Regions from separate parts of the Macaca mulatta genome. Here region 1 is linked to region 2. Evidence: chromatin contacts called from public Hi-C data. All regions are on one chromosome and are shown on one strand. Each heading gives the region's core, a stretch centred on a gene start, on an enhancer-like site or on the middle of the called end of the contact. The rest is flanking DNA. Distances are from core to core; before and after follow the strand shown. Region 1 holds the start of ZNF267 (zinc finger protein 267). Region 2 holds the start of PRSS36 (serine protease 36).

Region 1 (2,700 bases), core at 34-2,533, 690 kb after region 2:
GAGGGAAGTATTTGTTCCACGCGTCTCACTGAATAAGGCACAGCGCCTAAACTGTCCCAACTGGGAGTTTAACCAAGCTAGATGGGGGCCTAGGGCCCTGGCCCAGTCTGACACCCACCTCCTCTCCCACCTTCTACTCAGCGGGAAGACTAGGAGAATCTGAAAGCAGAGGTGCTGCAGCGCCACTAGCTCCAAGACTCCAGAAAAACAGGGATAGGGCATTCTGGCAGGTCAAGGCGGACAGAATACTTGAGCTCAGGAGTTGGAGAACTGACTAGTAACCTGTAGCCCCAGCTACTTGGGAGGCTAAGGTGGAAGGATCGCTTGAGCTCAGGAGATCGAGACGAGCCTGGGCAACATGGTGAAACCTTATCTCTACAAAAAATACAAAAATCAGCCGGGCATGGTCGCATGTTCCTGTAGTTCCAGCTACTCAGGTGGCTGAGGTGGGAAGATTGCTTGAGCCCGGGAGGCTGCAGTGAGTCATGATTGCACACTGCACCAGCGTGGGCAATAGAGTGAGACCCTGTCTCAAAACAAAAACAAAAACCAGAGGAGGAGTCCATGGCCACTGAGCCTGAGCCAGCAGGGCCCAGAGGAACTGAGCTCCCAGCCCTGTCGCTGCCAAGGACCCTTCTTCCCTGAGCTTGAAGGGATTGAGAAGGAGAGACAGACGGACAGTCAGCGGGCCCCTTGCCAGTGATGCAGACTCCAGGAGACGGGGACAGAGTTGTAGATTAGAAGAAGAGGCCAGCCCCTCTTCCACGTTCCACCACTGCCCGCAACATCCTCCTGGGACCCCAGCCTGCATGCCCCTATAAGATGCTTTTGTACTGGTTCAGTGTATGTATCATGCAAAGGCCTAATTGAAAACACGTGAATGAAGTGTACAGTCTTCTGTTCCCAGCTGAGGGGCCCCCTCCCACGGTGGCGTTAGCAGTGGGGTACAGTGTGGTACGGGATGAGGGTCTTTCTTGCTTTAAAGGTGTCTAAATGTACTTCTTAATTAGCTAATAAGATGTCTTATACAAGCAGAACCAGGTAAGGGAAAGATCAAGTGCATTTCAAGTCGCAGCTCACCCCTTAATTAGCTGTAATACCCGCGGCAGGCGGCCCCACCTCAATGAGCCAGTCTCCCTTTCAAAAAAATAAAAAATAAAAATAAAAAAACCCACTAGTAGTGAGGGGGCGGGGCATGGAGCTTTATCCAATCAGAGGCGCTGGAATGGAAACCATCCAATCAGGAGTGAAGCCGGAGAGCAGGGGCGGCTTCCGGGATTTGGCGGGGGCCTTTGTCGGCTCCAGTTAGAGGTCGGGTCTCCTCATCACGGCCTTGAGTCTTTAGTTCTGGGAGGCCCAGGCAGCTTCACGTTCTGAGAATAAACAGTCTCTGTTGTTCTGTGACCTGCAGGCACTGGGAGATCCGTAGCTAAGACGCCAGAGCATCCCGGAAGCTGGGAAATGGTGAGTGTGGGGGTCGGGGGTCCCCAGAGTGGGGAAGGGGGTGGTCGGAAGCGGCCAGAACCCGCTGTAGGGGCACCCGGGCCTCCCCGCAGTCAGCTCCGGGGTCTGGTCCCCGAGTCCCAGCGGGCGCAGCTCGGCCCTCGGTCTCCTCCGCTGCAAGATGGCCGCCAGGCCGGCAGCCGGGACCCCTCGCGTCCTGTCCCGTCCCGTCCCGACCCCGCAGAGCGACCTCGGCCCTGGCCAGAGCCCTCTCTGGGCGGCTCCGCGCCGCAGCCCCCCGTCTCCCCCAGATTGTGCGGTGAGGACGGGAGCGTCTCAGGGGAGACCCAGGTTCGGTGTGTGGTTCGTGTGTGGGGAGAAACTGCCCCGTGGGGTCCTCAGTCACTCCTTTCTCCTATTAAGAATTAAAGGGAGTCACTGTTAAAACGTTGAAGAATTTGAGCAAATAGCGATTTGTGACGTGGGAAACCTGCAGTCCTGGTTTGTGGTTCGGAGGTCCCCACAGGGGCTTGAAGGAAATGTTTTTTATAAGGTGCATGAGTAAGCGGACCAAATTAACCGATGGGTTACAGTTCTGTAGTTGCCTTATTTAGACTATGCAGGTGGAGGTGAATTGGAGCTTTGTGGTTCGTTAAGTCTGAATTTTGTTTTCCCCTAAAGTTGTAATTTACAAGAAATGCATGTGAGTTTGGTTTTGGTTTTTCTTCCTAGAAACCTGGGGCACTATAACTACTTCCGTATAATCGCCTGCTCGTTAATCATCTTAACACTGCCCAGGGGAACTGGTTTTCCCCTGCGGTTTCCTAACGTGTGTGGCACGCAGAGTTTCAAATCCACCACTGTGTTCTCCCAGTCTAACGGGGCTTGCAGTAAAATATTAAATTTCCAGTTCCTTCCCGACATTTCCAAAGGCTAACTTCCCCTCTCCAATTCACAACATTATTAACTACTGGTCATTTACTGTACATTTCATATAGAGTATTTTATTCATTAATCATGATTTCACAGAGCAGTGGATGACACTTTTTTAAAGATTTGTGTTATTTTGGTATACATTTCACATGAGAGGAAAGAGAGAATAAAAAAGTCCCTGACACTCCACTGCAAAAAAATCTTTGTGCCTCTTTTTCATTCATCTTCCCTAGGCACAGATACGTTATCAGAAAGAATGTCTTTTGACTTGAGGTTTTGCACAGGGCCCTGTATAGCCACTCTCTATCCAATCTTTTCCTGTTC
Region 2 (2,924 bases), core at 148-2,647:
TTTTCTTATGTAGAAAACGGAGATATGTTTACCTCCTTCGTAAGACTGATGAGAAGGAAATTATCTGTGCATTTTGAAACCACTTAAGCCTTGTACACGTTTTATTTCTGGGATCGCCACTGGTTCCCTGGTAGGGCTTCAGAAAAATAAAAAGGAGGTCCCTGAGCAAAGGCTGGGGGGCCCTTCATCTGAGGCCAACCCTCTCTTGTCCCAAGGATGGCCTGGACTGCTCCGCCCCGCGGCTCCCCAGGGGCAAAGCCGCGAGGGTCCGGGTGAGAGCCCAGTGCTGGACCAGCTCGGCGCTCAGGGGTCCCGGCCGAAATCCCTGCTGTCTTTCAGGTCAAACGTCATAATTCCCGAACCCCAGAAAGGCCGAAAAGCAAGGCAACCCCGAAAGACGACGAAGTCAACACCAGGGCGCAGGGCCAGTGTGCTGACGACGAGGGAGGCTGGAGCCGCGGGGACAAGGCGCCCCATACAGCGGCAAGAGGGCGGAGGGCAGGAGCTCGCCGTCCTGGGTGAAAGCGGGGCCCAGCGAAGAGGCCCGGCCACAGGAATGTCGGTTCCACCCCGCGACTCCCGGCGGTGACTCCAGTTTCGTCCCCAGCCGCCCGGCCCCGCCCCGCCCCGCCCCCAGCGGGCACTCAGGCCGTACCACTGTGCCTTCATGGGGGTGGAGTTAGATCGTGGGCTAGTCCTGCCGAGGAGAGAGGGGTTCTTCCCCCAAAAATATCATTATGTATAGTATTTGCATGATTCTAGTTAACTCGTTTCCCATCTGCATGCTCGGAACCTCTACCTACGCTAGGAAGGGGGCGGAGCGCTTTCCTGCCTCCCCCTGCTCTTCCGCGTTTGGTGCGCGCCTGCGCGGTGCGTAGGCGGCGGGACCTACTTAAGCTTCGACGCAGGAGGCGGGGCTGCTCAGTCCTCCAGGCGTCGGTGCTCTGCGTTGTTGGAATCTTGTTGCTTGCTTGGCTGTGCGCGCGTGCGCCGACATGGCCTCAAACGGTAGGTAAGGGCGCGAGGCGGCGGCGGCGTACCGGGCCGAGGCCTCCCACCTAGGCTTTTCATTTTCGGTGGGACCGGGGTGGCGATCCTGTGTGGGATTCTTTCGCGCCCCTGTGGCGGGAAACCGCGGAGAGGGGTAACTGGAGGAGGCTGGTGTCGCCATTTTGTTTCGCTCCTCTGGCCCTCGCGCGCGGGGCGGCAAGTCTTCTCTTCGCAGTCCGTTTGCTTGGGGTGGTCGTTGGGAGGGACGCTTCTTAGGGGCTTGAAGCATCAGGTGAGGGTGGAAAATGCCCGGTTTCCGTGGCCTCGCCTCCCCCAACTCCCGGCCCCGCGCTCAGGCCCGCTTTGTCGCAGTGCTGCATCCGGGCACTCGCGGTGCGCACGCGCTCTGCGGGCCCCTCCCCCTTCGCGGTGCGGGTACCCCTTCCCCGCCTCGTGTCGGTTCAGCTTTTTGTCGCGAGACCCTTCGCGGAAGACTTGGCGGCGCGCGTCCGGTGTGAGCCTTGTTCCTCTGGTCTTTCGCGAAGGGGCGGGACAGCTCCATTCCCGCCTCGGTTGCCACGCGGCTGGGGGCGGAGGCTCGGTATCTGGGCCGCGCTCCGGCTTAACGGTTTGGAGGAGGTGGTCGTGGATCCACCAACGGACTCGGTGACCTGGCCCGAGAGTTTTTCCCGCCCCATTTTTTTTTTTTTTTTTGAGTCAAGATCTCCCTCTGTCGCCCAGGCTGGAGTGCAGTGGTGCGATCTCAGCTTGCTGCAATGTCCGCCTCCTGGGTTCAAGTGATTCTCCTGCCTCAGCCTCCTTAGTAGTTGGGATTACAGGCGCCTGCCACCACAGCCCGGCTAATCTTTGTGTTTTTTAGTAAAGACGGGGTTTCACCATGTTGGTCAGGCCCGTCTCGAATTGCTGGCCTCAGGTGATCCGCCCTTCTCGGCCTCCCGAAGTGTCGGGATTACAGGCGTGAGCTTCCGCTCCTGGTCTAAATTTCTTTTTTCTGAGATTGGGACGGAGAATAACAGCCGTCGAGGCCACACCCTCTCCTGGTCCTTTCCCTTTTCCTGCGGGGGAAGCGCCGCGTTTCCTGCGCTGGGAGGATGAGTTGATCTTGTTCGTGTATTTAAAGTGGGGCGTTTCAAAAGGGCTTTCGTTGCTTTTGGTTCGCCCGGGGGAAGGCAGGGTAGATGAGAAAACAGAACCATCTGGAGCCCCACGGCTGGGGACTCGAGTACCTGTTGACTTTGGCCTCTTAAGGCGAGCACTTGGATGATCTCTGTCATTTGGGGTCCAAGGGCTCTTGATTCTCTGGCTTTGCACTAAAAAGCCCACTACTTCTCCGGAATTGGTCAAAGAGTGAAGAATGGCCTTTTTTGAGACATTCTTCTGTGGGTCTGGGCTGAGAGAGTAGAGGCCACAATCTGAACACTGCTCGAATTCAAACCTGTGCTACTTGGTAGCTCTACGACTTTGGGAGCGAGTTAGTCTGTTTTGACTCCTGGCAATAATGGCTTTGTCATAGAGTGGATGAAGCGAATGCGCGATGTTTTAGAGCAATCACTGACATGAATTGGTCTTGCAGAAAGTTGTGGCTGTCCACCAAGACCTTGGTTTTTCCAACGGTTAAGGCTTCTGGGACTCTGTAGAAACTTGCATTTTCTTCACTTTTTCTTTTTTGTAAGAACACTTGGCTGATAGGCCAGTTTGCTACTCTTCTCAACCAGTGTCTCAATGGGGGAATTTTATGCCCTTTATTGAAACGTGATGCTTTTTTTTTTTTTTTTTTTTTTTTTGAGACGGAGTCTCGCTCTGTCGCCCACGCTGGAGTGCAGTGGCGCGATCTGCAACCTCTGTCTCACGGGTTCAAGCGATTCTTCTGCTTCAGCCTCCCAAATAGCTGGGATTACAGGCGTGCGCCACCA

What was found. Hi-C and Micro-C count contacts between places; a contact is called where the count stands out from the background.
Region 1: a contact with region 2 is called in a Hi-C map of cortical neurons, with 6 times the contacts expected there. The contact joins the promoter of ZNF267 here to the promoter of PRSS36 in region 2. A contact is called at or near these places in 2 of 14 Hi-C or Micro-C datasets (cortical neurons and fetal cortical plate).

The regions. Positions count from the first base shown.
Region 1 is chr20:30,510,539-30,513,238 of T2T-MMU8v2.0, forward strand. ZNF267 (zinc finger protein 267) reads left to right here and starts at 1,284. Exons shown (of 4, transcript NM_001278474.1): 1 at 1,284-1,464. The coding sequence starts at 1,462.
Region 2 is chr20:29,823,416-29,826,339 of T2T-MMU8v2.0, forward strand. PRSS36 (serine protease 36) reads right to left here and starts at 1,398. Exons shown (of 17, transcript XM_077985917.1): 1 at 893-1,398. FUS (FUS RNA binding protein) reads left to right here and starts at 920. Exons shown (of 14, transcript XM_077985930.1): 1 at 920-1,008. The coding sequence starts at 996.